2 separate regions of the Capsicum annuum genome follow, and region 2 is linked to region 1. A link is a contact called in public Hi-C data. All regions are on one chromosome and are shown on one strand. The core of a region is the stretch at or near the end of the contact, and the rest is flanking DNA. Distances in the headings are between cores, read along the strand shown. Region 1 overlaps LOC107839060 (a long non-coding RNA gene). Region 2 holds the start of LOC107839067 (E3 ubiquitin-protein ligase AIP2).

Evidence for each region. Hi-C and Micro-C count contacts between places; a contact is called where the count stands out from the background.
Region 2: a Hi-C map of bud shows a contact between it and region 1, with 3 times the contacts expected there. The contact joins the promoter of LOC107839067 here to the enhancer-like site in region 1. A contact is called at or near these places in 3 of 5 Hi-C or Micro-C datasets (bud, leaf and placenta).

The regions. Positions count from the first base shown.
Region 1 is chr8:112,852,926-112,858,903 of UCD10Xv1.1, forward strand. LOC107839060 (a long non-coding RNA gene) reads right to left here. Exons shown (of 3, transcript XR_001664997.2): 3 at 5,865-5,978. Among protein-coding and RNA genes, the nearest start is that of LOC107839060, 6.4 kb to the right of the region's middle. Within about 2 kb of position 3,831, at least 3 of the 5 cell types and tissues checked have an H3K27ac peak or open chromatin away from gene starts, as enhancers often do. A contact at or near this core is called in leaf, where this site is marked.
Region 2 is chr8:112,947,714-112,953,691 of UCD10Xv1.1, forward strand. It overlaps LOC107839067 (E3 ubiquitin-protein ligase AIP2), which reads left to right and starts at 2,202. Exons shown (of 5, transcript XM_016682416.2): 1 at 2,202-2,531. The coding sequence starts at 2,391.

The sequences.
Region 1 (5,978 bases), core at 2,581-5,080:
AGATCGTCTGAGAGAACTCTCTGAAACATCAACAATTGGTTGTTGATCAACTGTATCAACTTGCACTGGAGCATCAACAACTTCTTGCTGGTCATTCTGAACATGATCATCATCTTCATTATCAACTTGATTTTCATCATCATGAAGATTTTCTTTAGGAGCAGTAGTCAAAGGAACTGGATCAACATCAACTAAGCTCTCACTACTCTGAGAATCAAGCTTCTCAGCTTTGTCAAAATCTTCAATTGTTTGGTCTTCAAAGAACACAACATCGCGGCTTCTAACAAGTTTCTTCTCAACTGGATCATAGAAACGATAGCCAAATTCATCTTGACCATAACCAATGAAGATACACTATCTAGTTTTAACATCCAACTTTGACCTTTCATCCTTAGGAACATGAACAGAAGATTTACACCCAAAGACTCTAAGATGGTCATAAGAAACATTCTTACCAGACCAAACTTTGTCAGGGACATCACCATTCAAAGCAACAGTAGGAGATAAATTGATAACATAAATAGCCGTATTAAGTGCTTCTGCCCAAAAGAAATTTGGCATCTTAGCATCTAAAAGCATGCATCTTACCCTCTCAACTAGTGTTCTGTTCATCCTCTCTGCTAAGCCATTCAACTGAGGAGTCTTTGGAGGAGTTTTCTGATGCCGAATACCCTGCTCTCTGCACTATCTATCAAAAGGACCAATATACTCACCACCATTATTTGAACGGATACATTTTAATTTCTTCCCTGTCTGTCTTTCAACAAAGGCCTGAAAATTCTTGAACACATCAAGTACTTGATCCTTGGACTTCAAAGAAAATACCCAGAGTTTACGAGAATGATCATCAATAAAAGTCACAAAGTAAAGTGCACCACCATGAGACCTTACTTTAAAAGGACCGCACAAATCAGAATGCACCAACTCCAGTAAATCGAGTTTTCTTGAAGGCGGATGACTTGAAAAGAAACTCTTTTCAGTTTACCGGCTAAGCAATGAACACACTTCTTTAACTTAGCTTATTTTACTCCAGAAAGCAAATTTTTCTTAGTCAAACTGTCAATCCCCTTCTCACTCATATGACTCAACCTTCTATGCCACAACTCTGATGAAATATCATTCTCCATCAAGTTTATCAAGCCTCTAGAAGTAGAGCCCTGAAATACGTACAAGTTAGACAACCTGTCACCTCGAGCCACAATCATCGAACCTCTAGTAAGCTTCCACTGGCCAGCACCAAGGGTATTAATATAACCCTCACCATCAAGACTTCCTACAAAAATCAAATTCAGGCGAACATCTGGAGCATACTTGACATTATTGAGAACTAGTTTGGAACCATTGTTACTTTCCAAATAAATCGTGCCAATGCAAAGTACTTTAACTTCATTATTATTGTCCATTTTCTACATCCCAAAATTACCTGGAGTATAAGAAGAAAATAATTCCTTCTTTGGCGTAACATGAGATGTAGCATCAGAATCTACAAACCAGCTAGACTCATCGCGAACAAGATTAATGACATTCTCACCACAAGCAACAAGAAAATCATCATTAGCAACAACAACAACACGATTTTCATTATCGCCTTCTTTCTTTTACCATCTTATATCTCTTTTATGTTTGTAACAATATTTCATGATATGCCCATTTTTATTGCAATAGTCACATGTAACATTCTTGAATTTGGACCTTGACTTACTTCTACTTTTATCTCTATCATTTGAATCTCTAGACTTGTTTCTCCCCCTCTCTTCAGTAACCAAAATATTAGAGTGTGAAGATGAAGAAGATAAGGCCTGAGATCTTTTTCTCATCTCTTCATTCAAGACACCACTCTTAACATATTCCATAGTTACAATACCACCGGGAGCAGAATTAGTCAAAGAAACTCGAAGAGTTTCTCAAGAGTCAGGCAGAGTATTACGAAGTCAAAGTCCCTAAATTTCTTCATTGAACTTTACACTCCAGACCCCACTAGGTGGGAATACACTGGGTTTATTGTTGTTGTTGTATTCCTATAAAAAAAAAAAAATAGAGGAACCCTATTAAATTTGAGGCTTTACATGGTCGCCTTTTTTTCTTTAAAGGAGTAGAGTCACCCCTGCCACTCATCACTACAAATTGCGTGATGGTATGGTGCTCAGTAGTTTGTACTACTTGTTCTTTATTCTTTATTTGTTTATTGTATATTTTCCGTTTTAAAAATAATAATCTACTTTTTTTAGTTCATTTTAAAAAGAATTATTTTTTTTTTTTTGCAGATTTTAATTTTAACTTTTTATCTGATATGTTTAAGATCACAAGATTTAAAAAATATTTTAATATATTTGACACAACTTTAGTTATGACCATAAAATTCACTCTTTCTTTATTTTCTTAAACTCCATATAAAGTTAAAATAGATCATTCTTTTCAAAACGGGAAAGTAATATTTACATTTGTTGGGAAAAAAAAAAGAGATTTTAGTTAATTCATGCATCTCTAATTAGACCTTTCTTAGTGTGTCATGTCAACAAGGTCAAATAATATTTTCAAAAAATTAATTATTATTTTAAAAAATTAAGATATAATTACTTTCTCTGTGTCATATTAACTGGACACATTTTATTTTTATATGGTGATTAAGACATCATAAATAAAAAGACAATTTTATAAATTCGTCGCTTAAAAATTCTTTTGAGAACTTTATAAACAAGTGTGAATATTTTCAAAAAACATTAATTACAAGGGTGATATGGAAAAAAAATTAATTAATGCTTTCTTAATTTAGTAAAGTGATCAATTAATATGGAACAACTATTTTTAATAAGACGACTAATTAATATGAGGCGAAGGAAGTAATTATTTGTTCCTATCTTTATCCTTAATAAACGTGGATAAAGATTAATCTATAATCTATAATCTATATATATATATATATATATATATATATATATATATATATATATATATATATATATAAATGTGAAAAGCTTTAAAAATGTTGTTTGAACTTTTTGGCCTTTATTAAATGTTTTTGTTTTAGACAATCACTATTTTTTTTCTAATATTTAAGAGTTAAAAATTAATTAAATTATTTATGGTAAAATCTTTTCTTATTAGAAGTCATCAAAATTAATGACAACTAATTTTTTTTCCTTAGTTTAAGAATTTTAAATCAACTAATTTTGATTTTAAGAAAATTTGAAAAATCTAGAAATAAATATAAAAATGTTAGAATAAGAAAATTTAAGAAATACCAAAATTTAAAAGTTTTAATTACGTAATAAAAATGTAATCAATGATTTTGTATAGATTTGACTTCAAAAACAAGGAAAGATTTTAAATATAGAAAAAAAAAAAGAAAAATAACATTAATATAAATAATATGATTTAAATTGATGTGTCTCTTTTATCTTCTAGCAGTAAGAGAAAGAGGTATTGCATAACAAATGCAAAAGTGATGCTTCATCAATGACTTGAAACTTCTGGTGGTGAGATATATATGTGTTTACACTAAAATATATGTTTATATTTATATTATTATATTAAAGTATGAAGGATATTTGAAAAGTAATTTGAACTTTTACACTTCATTAAAAATCTCCTTAATAGATAAAATTATTTAATTTTAAATAATCAAATGTTACAGGTACGGTTAAATTAATATATCAAAAAATAAATAATAAATTAAGATCAAAGAATAAATAAAAATAATTTAATTAAATTATATTTTAATTAATGTCTATGTAATGAACCGGAAGGAAATTATGTTAAAGTAAGAGGGAGTATAACACGTACATCAGGGAATGGAAATTTTGGACCAAAAGATATCGTAATTGATGGCTTTATTCCAATTCAATCAATAAAATATATTAGTGGTCATCTTCAGACTCGAGCATCCAAAGTCAATTATAAACCAACAAAAGCTAATAAACAAATTATATAGTAGAAGGAGAAACTGGAAAAAGGAAATTATGGGTTGGCTTTGGATTCTGTTGTCCAAGTATTTGACTTTTAAAAGCACAAGAATGGACAAAACCAAAAGACAACTACCAAAGTACACACATTAGTATAATATGAAAAAAGCTAGGTTCAACACGAGGCATAGATTCCTCAACTGCAGGCAAAGAGTTTGCTTTACTTGGAATTGACAAATTTTAGGTTTGGCTTTACTTTTTTTTTTTCCTCCCTTTCTTAAGTCAAATGCAATTAAATTAGAGTCTTTTTATTTACTTCATTTTCTGAAATTCACTTGATCATTGCATATTGCGATTTGCAACCACTTTACTACAAGAAGTTGCTTTTAATTTTAGTGGATATGAATATTTAGCCCTGGACAAATCAATTAATTAAGCCTGCAGTAGTTTTTACCGAACCCCTTGAGGTTGCAATAATCTTTTCTATGCCCATCATGTGCGATTCAATCTCAAAATCATTTTCTTTTCTCGATATATGAGTCAATGGATGGTAAAAGATGAGGCAATTATTAGCTATCAGCCTGCTATACATTCCACCAGCATAAATATTAAATAATCTAGTGTAACATTCATATTGAAAATATCTATTGAGTCGGATTCATTCATCACTAGAAATTACCCTATGGCAACGGTCCAGAAATTACCCTATGGCAACAGTTCAAAAATCATTGCGATAGATATAAAAATCGTTGCTATACAACGGTTTTATATGCGTTGCATATGTGGATGTGGGAATAGGCCTATCGCAACGACATTTGCAACGGTTACAAAAACTGTTGCAATGGTTACTAACTGTTGCAATAGACTATATTGCAACGGTGAAGAACCGTTGCAATAGACTCTATTGCAACGACAAAAAAGCGTTGCAATAATCCTATTGCAACAATTATTGATCTTTTGCAACGGTTTTTTACTACCTACTGCAACGATTTTTGACACCTATTGCAACGATTTTCGAATCTTTTGTAATTTTTTTTGCCACCTATTATTGCAGCTAGTTCAAATACCAATTGATATATAGAGAGAGAATTATATTAATACACAATTATATATACACATCACAATAAAATCTTTCATTAATAATAATTCAAATTAAAATATCAACAAACTAGTAATCTAAATCCAAAAGCAAAATGTTAAAGTCAAACGGTCATTAATTTTTCTATAAAGTATCAAGTTCGAGTGGCGATAAGTTTCACAAAATTCAATATCAAAAAGATCGATACTAAAATATCTATCAATAATTCAAAAATTTTCTCAAGTAAGGTCAATTTCTTCATCACTTTCTTCATCTCCTCTTTCATTTTGAACATCTATAAAAAGAGAAAACATAATCTCAATTAGCACTTAAATGATAACATATTTAATTTTCAATTAGAACATAGAAGAGCACCTATAAATAAGAACATAAACAATCTTAATTGCAAATGAATAAATTATTTATACAAATTAGTAAAAGAAAATCGAGAGCACGGAAGAATTACATTTCCAATTTACTATCAAACAAATCTCAGGTGGTAGGCAAACATGAAAATCATTGGGAAGATCAACCAACATAAGGTCCGAAATCGAACAACAAACTTCAACATAATTTGAGATTCTTGAATATTTTTGTCTTGCTGATATTTTGTCATCATAATGTATCAGTTAAACAATGGTTTTGGCATATCATACTGCCTCAACAGACCATATCATACTGCCTTACTGCCTCAACAGACCATTTCAACGGACCATACAGTAATACTGATATTTAACAATCATACACTTGAATGTAGAAGAAAAATGTAAAGAAACTGACAAGAATCATTGTATGTACACATACCAAAAAGAAAGACGTGGAGAAAAACAGAAAAATATGAATCCAAGAAATATAATTCACGAAAACTAAATCAAGAAACAAAATCAAAAAGAGAAAGGAATAATTTAGTTTCCAGTATTCAAATTACTTTACATACAGAATCAAGAACATGATGCACTTTTATCCAATCTATTAGAGATAGCTGCATTTCAGAAATA
Region 2 (5,978 bases), core at 952-3,451, 93 kb after region 1:
ACAAAACCCCACATCCCATTTTTACTCCACCATTAACTCATGCAAGATATTTATTATTTCAAAAATTACCTTCCCTAAAATCTCTCCCAGATTATACACATATTTTTAAATTTTTTTAAAAATAAGTATTTACAATATAAATGTTAGGTTGTAAAATTTTCAATAGTCAAAGTCCAAACATGAAAATCATTAGATGGACAAGGATCTTCCTTCCCGATTTGCTATCCTCCATTAAAGCATGCAGCTATTTTTTTTTTCACAATTTCCTCTCCTAAAATCTCTCCCACTTTTTTTTTTTTAGAAAAAATTGATTGATACATATATAAACTTATTTTGTTATTCATACATGTTTAAGTTAATATTAGTATGAAATTTGTCGGTGATACATATTTTTTTGTTAATCCAATTGATACATATATAAAAATATTAATTTTCTGGATACATTTTCATAGTGTAACGGTGATTCATATGAATGATACTTTTCTTATCAGTATATAGTGATACATTTGTTGATAGTGTAGGAGTGAAGCATTTTCTATTAGATTATTGGAGATATATTTGTATTGACAATGTATGAGTGATACATTTGCGGTTGGATTATTGATGATACATACATTTATTTCAACTATAAAAATGTATCACTAATATAACAGATAATTTCTTTAAACTAATGCAGACAATATTAATATGAATCATAAAACTTTCATAAATATTTAATATGAATCATATAAAAATCATAGAAATACAACCAAATGTATCACATATTTCAGATGTATCACATAGTAATCATCCGCCGCCAAATAATAATTCAAATTTTCAGATGTATCATGTATTCAAATAATAATTCCTTTTCTCCTACTTCTCTTCTTCATTCACTTCCGTCGGCGACGTTGTACGAATCTGCAACTCCGACGTTTCACTGTCCAAAATTGGCGTAGATTGAATATATACTGTTCTTGATATGCGGAACTTGCCAATTGAATATATACTGTTTTTGATATCAGGGAAAGACATATCTATTGGATATTCCTTTTTTTTCGGTATCGAATTAGCAGAGATATCATCAAACTTCAATACCATGGGGGAAGACAAGGAATCTGCTTGTTGAGATTCATTTTCTGGTGATGAAGAGAGAATAGGAGAGGATGCATTTGAAGTAGCCATAGATATTCTCAACTTGCGGTCACCAATTGAAATTTGAAAGTTGGTTGGTGGAATTGGAATCTCATTAATTCATTGTGCAACCGATTGTGCGTGATTTTCTTCACAGAATAAAAGAGAACCAGTTACTTCCTAAAATAATAAACGAGAATATGTTACTTTCTTAAATAAATATTTTGTCAGTTTTAAATGTATCACTTTTTATATGTATGACCTTATAATATATATATCATGATTCCAAAAAATCGGGATAAGATGTAATTAACCAAATAATTGGGAGAAAATGTAATATCATTTAAAGATTCAGAGATTTGTGTAAGTTCTCCTATTTTTTAATTATAATTCGATTAAAAAAAAAGTAAGTAATTCATTTTAATATGTGTAGGAAGTAATAGATTGTCCAAGTAGTTTGAGTAACAAATCAACTTTTTAGGACTATTTTCGAATGCATTTGATATCTTTTACGCAATGAAATTTTTTAAGAACATTCTCTGATGTCTGTTATGCAGTGAAACATTCATCTTCTTTTTATCTTTTTTAAAAATAAATTTCATAATGGACAATATTATTATTTCATTAATTTTTTAATATTTAGAACTTCAAGAAAGCCTTCACATTAATTCAAATAAATTAAAATATCAATCACCTCATATAAATTATGTTCGTATTCGAATAATGTTATATTTTTTTATAAATAAATATTTGAACATTAGACAAACAAATACATGTAACTATTTTTTTTAATATTAAATATACGTACAATGCACGTATACTAAACTAGGTTTAACAAAAAAGAGGACTCGTAGGGACTGTTTGGTTGGGAAATTATTATCTCGAAATAACTAATACCAAAATTAATTATTCTGGGATTACCCAAAATAATTTATCCCACCATGTATATAGGATAAGTTATCCCACCACTAAAAGAAAAATGATGGAATAAGTTATCCCAGATAAGATTAATCCCTCCAATCAAACAAAAAATTAAATAATCTTTTATTTTACCCCAAAATAACTTATCCTTGAATTTTTTATACCTCAAACCAAACAACCCCTAATACTCGCTATATAAAAGAATAAGAAAGTATTTTGATCCTGGAACGAAAGATAAGGGACAATTTTGGACATGACACGGAAAGCCGATTTCAATTTCCCCCTCCGCAAGACAGAGAGCTATATAAAAAATATAAATCAGAACTGAAAGTTAATTGAATTAAGCAAAAGCAAAAATGGAAGAAGAATTAAAGCAAAAGCTTCAAGAATTGCAGAAGCAATTAGGAAAGAAACAAATGTTTGAGGAAGCAGTTTCCTCCATTAGATCTCTTCTTCTTCAATACTATCCTTCTGCTTCCCCTTCTCTTCGTAATTCGGTAAATATTACCCCTTTTCCTTTTATTACTCATTTATTTATGTAATTTGTTCTTCTTTTATTTATTATTTTTTTTTTCGTGTGTTTTTGCTTTACCCAACTAATGAAGAAAAGCAGATAAATTAAGGGAAAAAGGATTAATATTTGATTAAACGTTTTTGTTGTGGTTTTTTTCTTTTGTTACCGGGAATTTTGATTACTTATTTTCGTTTTTGAGTATACATTAGTTTGGATAGCTGTAAAAAAGTAAACTAGCTGCGACTTTCACTTGTCGGAGCTGAATGATTGAGAATAGTTTGCTTCAAAAATAATCAAGTTGGTTGAGGAATTGGGATCTATGCCATTAGAAATTACGCATGAGGTGTCAGGTTCAATTTCGAGCTGAGACAAAAATACTAGATGATTTATTTCCATTTATTCTAGCTTTGGTAGAAAAGTTATGTGGTACCTAGGGCTGGTGGGGGGGGGGGGTGATAAATATCCCTTGGAATTAGTCGACGTGCATGCAAGCTTGTTTGGACACTATACAACAACAACAATAACAAACCCAGTGTATTCCCACCTAGTGGGGTCTGGGGGTAAGATGTACGCAGTCCATACCTCTACCTCTGATGAAGTAGAAAGGCTGTTTCCGAAAGACCCCTGGCTCAAGGCATGAGATACCACACAAACACATAGTAAAGCACAGAAGCAGATTACATAACATACATACGGCACCCATAAGTATTATAAAACAGAGGAAAGCAGAGAAAAGCACACAGATTCGTAATAAAACATGGAACACGAAACACGGAATCATAACAGGAATAAAACCCCCACCAAGTAATTCCCTACACTAGCGACCCAAACTGGCCCTAATCCTCTGCCGTAATTCGCGTCTTCCAGATCTTCCTATCTAGGGTCATGTCCTCGGTGAGCTGTAACTGTTCCATGTCCCGCCTAATCACCTCACCTCACCTCAGTACTTCTTCGGCCTACCCCTACCCCGCCTAAAACCATCCAACGCTAGCCTCTCACACCTACAGACCGGGGCATCCATGCCCCTCCTCTTCACGTGTCCGAACCATCTCAATCGTGCTTCCCGCATCTTGCACTCCACTGAAGTCACACCAACCTTCTCCCGGATAGTCTCATTCCGAACTCTATCCCCTCTAGTCAGCCCACATATCCAGCGCAACATCCGCATTTCTGCCACCTTCATTTTTTGGATGTGGGAGTTCTTAACTGGCCAACACTCCGCTCCATACAACAAGGCCGGACGGACTACCACCCTGTAGAATTTGCCTTTAAGCTTGGGCGGCACCTTCTTATCACCCAGCACCTCCGACGCGAGTTTCCACTTCATCCATCCCGCCCCAATACGGTGCGAGACATCCTCGTCAATCTCACCATTACTCTGAATCACGGACCCAAGATACTTGAACTTATCCCTCTTACATACCTCCTTACTTGGACACTATAGTTATTTAAAAAAAACATTAAACACTTAATTGATCCTTGTTTTATAGAATGTGAAATATCCTTTTCTAGTGTATGGTTGGACATAAATTTGGTCGAATGTAATATTAGTGTTCGGCGGGATGGGGGAGTGTTGATCGGTGATACCTGGTAGCTTTATAATTAACAAATAGTGGAAACAAGGTTTACACGGTCATATGGAGTGGGAATGGATTGAAGAGTGGTAGGTGATGATGTGAGTTCAATAACTGGGGACTTGGAGCACTCAGAGAGGTGTCACGATTACAATTGTTGTAGGCGTATAAAGGTTGAGGAGGTCAAGGGTGTTATTCGTAGGATGAGTAGGGGTCGGGCGACTGGGCTAGATGAGATTCTGGTGGATTTTTGTAAGAGCACTAGCAGGTAGGTGTGGAGTGGCTGGTTGAGTTGTTTACCGTTAGCTTTAGGACAGCGAAGATGCCCGAATCCTGGAGATGGAGTACGATGATTTCATTATATAAGAACAAGGGTGACATTCAGAGTTGCAACAACTATAGGGGTATCAAGTTGTTGAGTCACACTATGAAGGTTTGGAATAGGGTAGTAGAGTTTTGAGGTTTACTTTTAATAGGAAGATGATCAACCGAGTTGTTGATTTTAGTCTTGTTTTTTGTTACAAAAATGAGATAGCTTATCTACATAGACTATTCTGTGCTTTTTATAATATCCAATTGATTAAGCTAGCACATATTTGTAACTATGATGAAGAGCCGCTTTCATGCAGTAAGTGGAACTTTTTTCGTTCCAACTCTTAGTAGATGGTTTAGGTCCCAATTAATATCAGCATGGAGAAATTAAACAATTGATCTCTTTCGGAAAGAGAATTCATAATAGGTCAATCCACGAAAGGGAACTGGTCCACATATTCTTTTATTAATAAACACAGAGAAGTGTGTAGTGAGAAAGTGACCAGTGTATTTTTTTCAGAGACATCCTCGTTTACAAGTAAGGGGTTGTATTCCTTCTGAAAAAACATTTAACTTAAGCAAGTGGTTTAGTATAGGCTAGTTAGTAGCTGCTCTATCTCTATGCCTAGTTCTTTTGTCAAACACTTCTTCATCCATTATTCTTCTTTGAGAGAGTTTACAGCAATAGATTTTGATAACTGATTATTTAACCCCATGTGTAGGGTTAGCCTGTGTACAATAGACCCTTGTGATTTGGCCCTTCCCCGGACCCTGCGCTTAGCGGGAGCTGCACCGAGTTTGATACAAGACAGCCCAAGAACACAAGAAAACAAACAACAAAACAGTCCACTAGTTCAAGGAACTATGGACCTCTTTTGGTGACCCTTCTCGGATTTAAGAACACAACAAGAACACCATGTAATGAGGTGTTTAAGACCTAATTTCCAGGAGCAAACCAAACTAGATTATGACAATAAAAATGAAGAACAACAATGTTACAACCACAATAACCAAACGGCTTGAACAACAACACAAACTACAAGATTAGAATAAGAAACAAAGATAGATGGTTAGACAAGTGTTGATGTAGCCTTAACAACCCAAGAGCATATTCACTCTTGGACCTTTAACACTTCATACAACAAACACCTAACTCTTACAATGACACAAGAGGGGCATCCACCTCTCAAATCACCAAAGTCTCAAGCTTTGCAACACATAAGAGAATCCACCCTTATGCTATGCCCTAATTTCAGTTTTGAGAACTCTCTCTCACAAGAGTAGTGTCTTCAATATCAAGCATAAACTAAGAAAATAAACCCTACAAGGTTCTATTTATACAACATTACAAATAATAGAGAAATGACAAGAGTCCTTTAGTGACTAGTCTTCAAAAATACTCAAAAGTGTCATGATCATGATCATTTTTGTATCATCCTCTCCATCTTGAGAGGAATTTGACCACAAATTCACGGGCTCACCTCTTTTACAAAGGCACTTCACAATCTCCTTCTTCCGGCCACACATCTTCTCCATACTCTTCA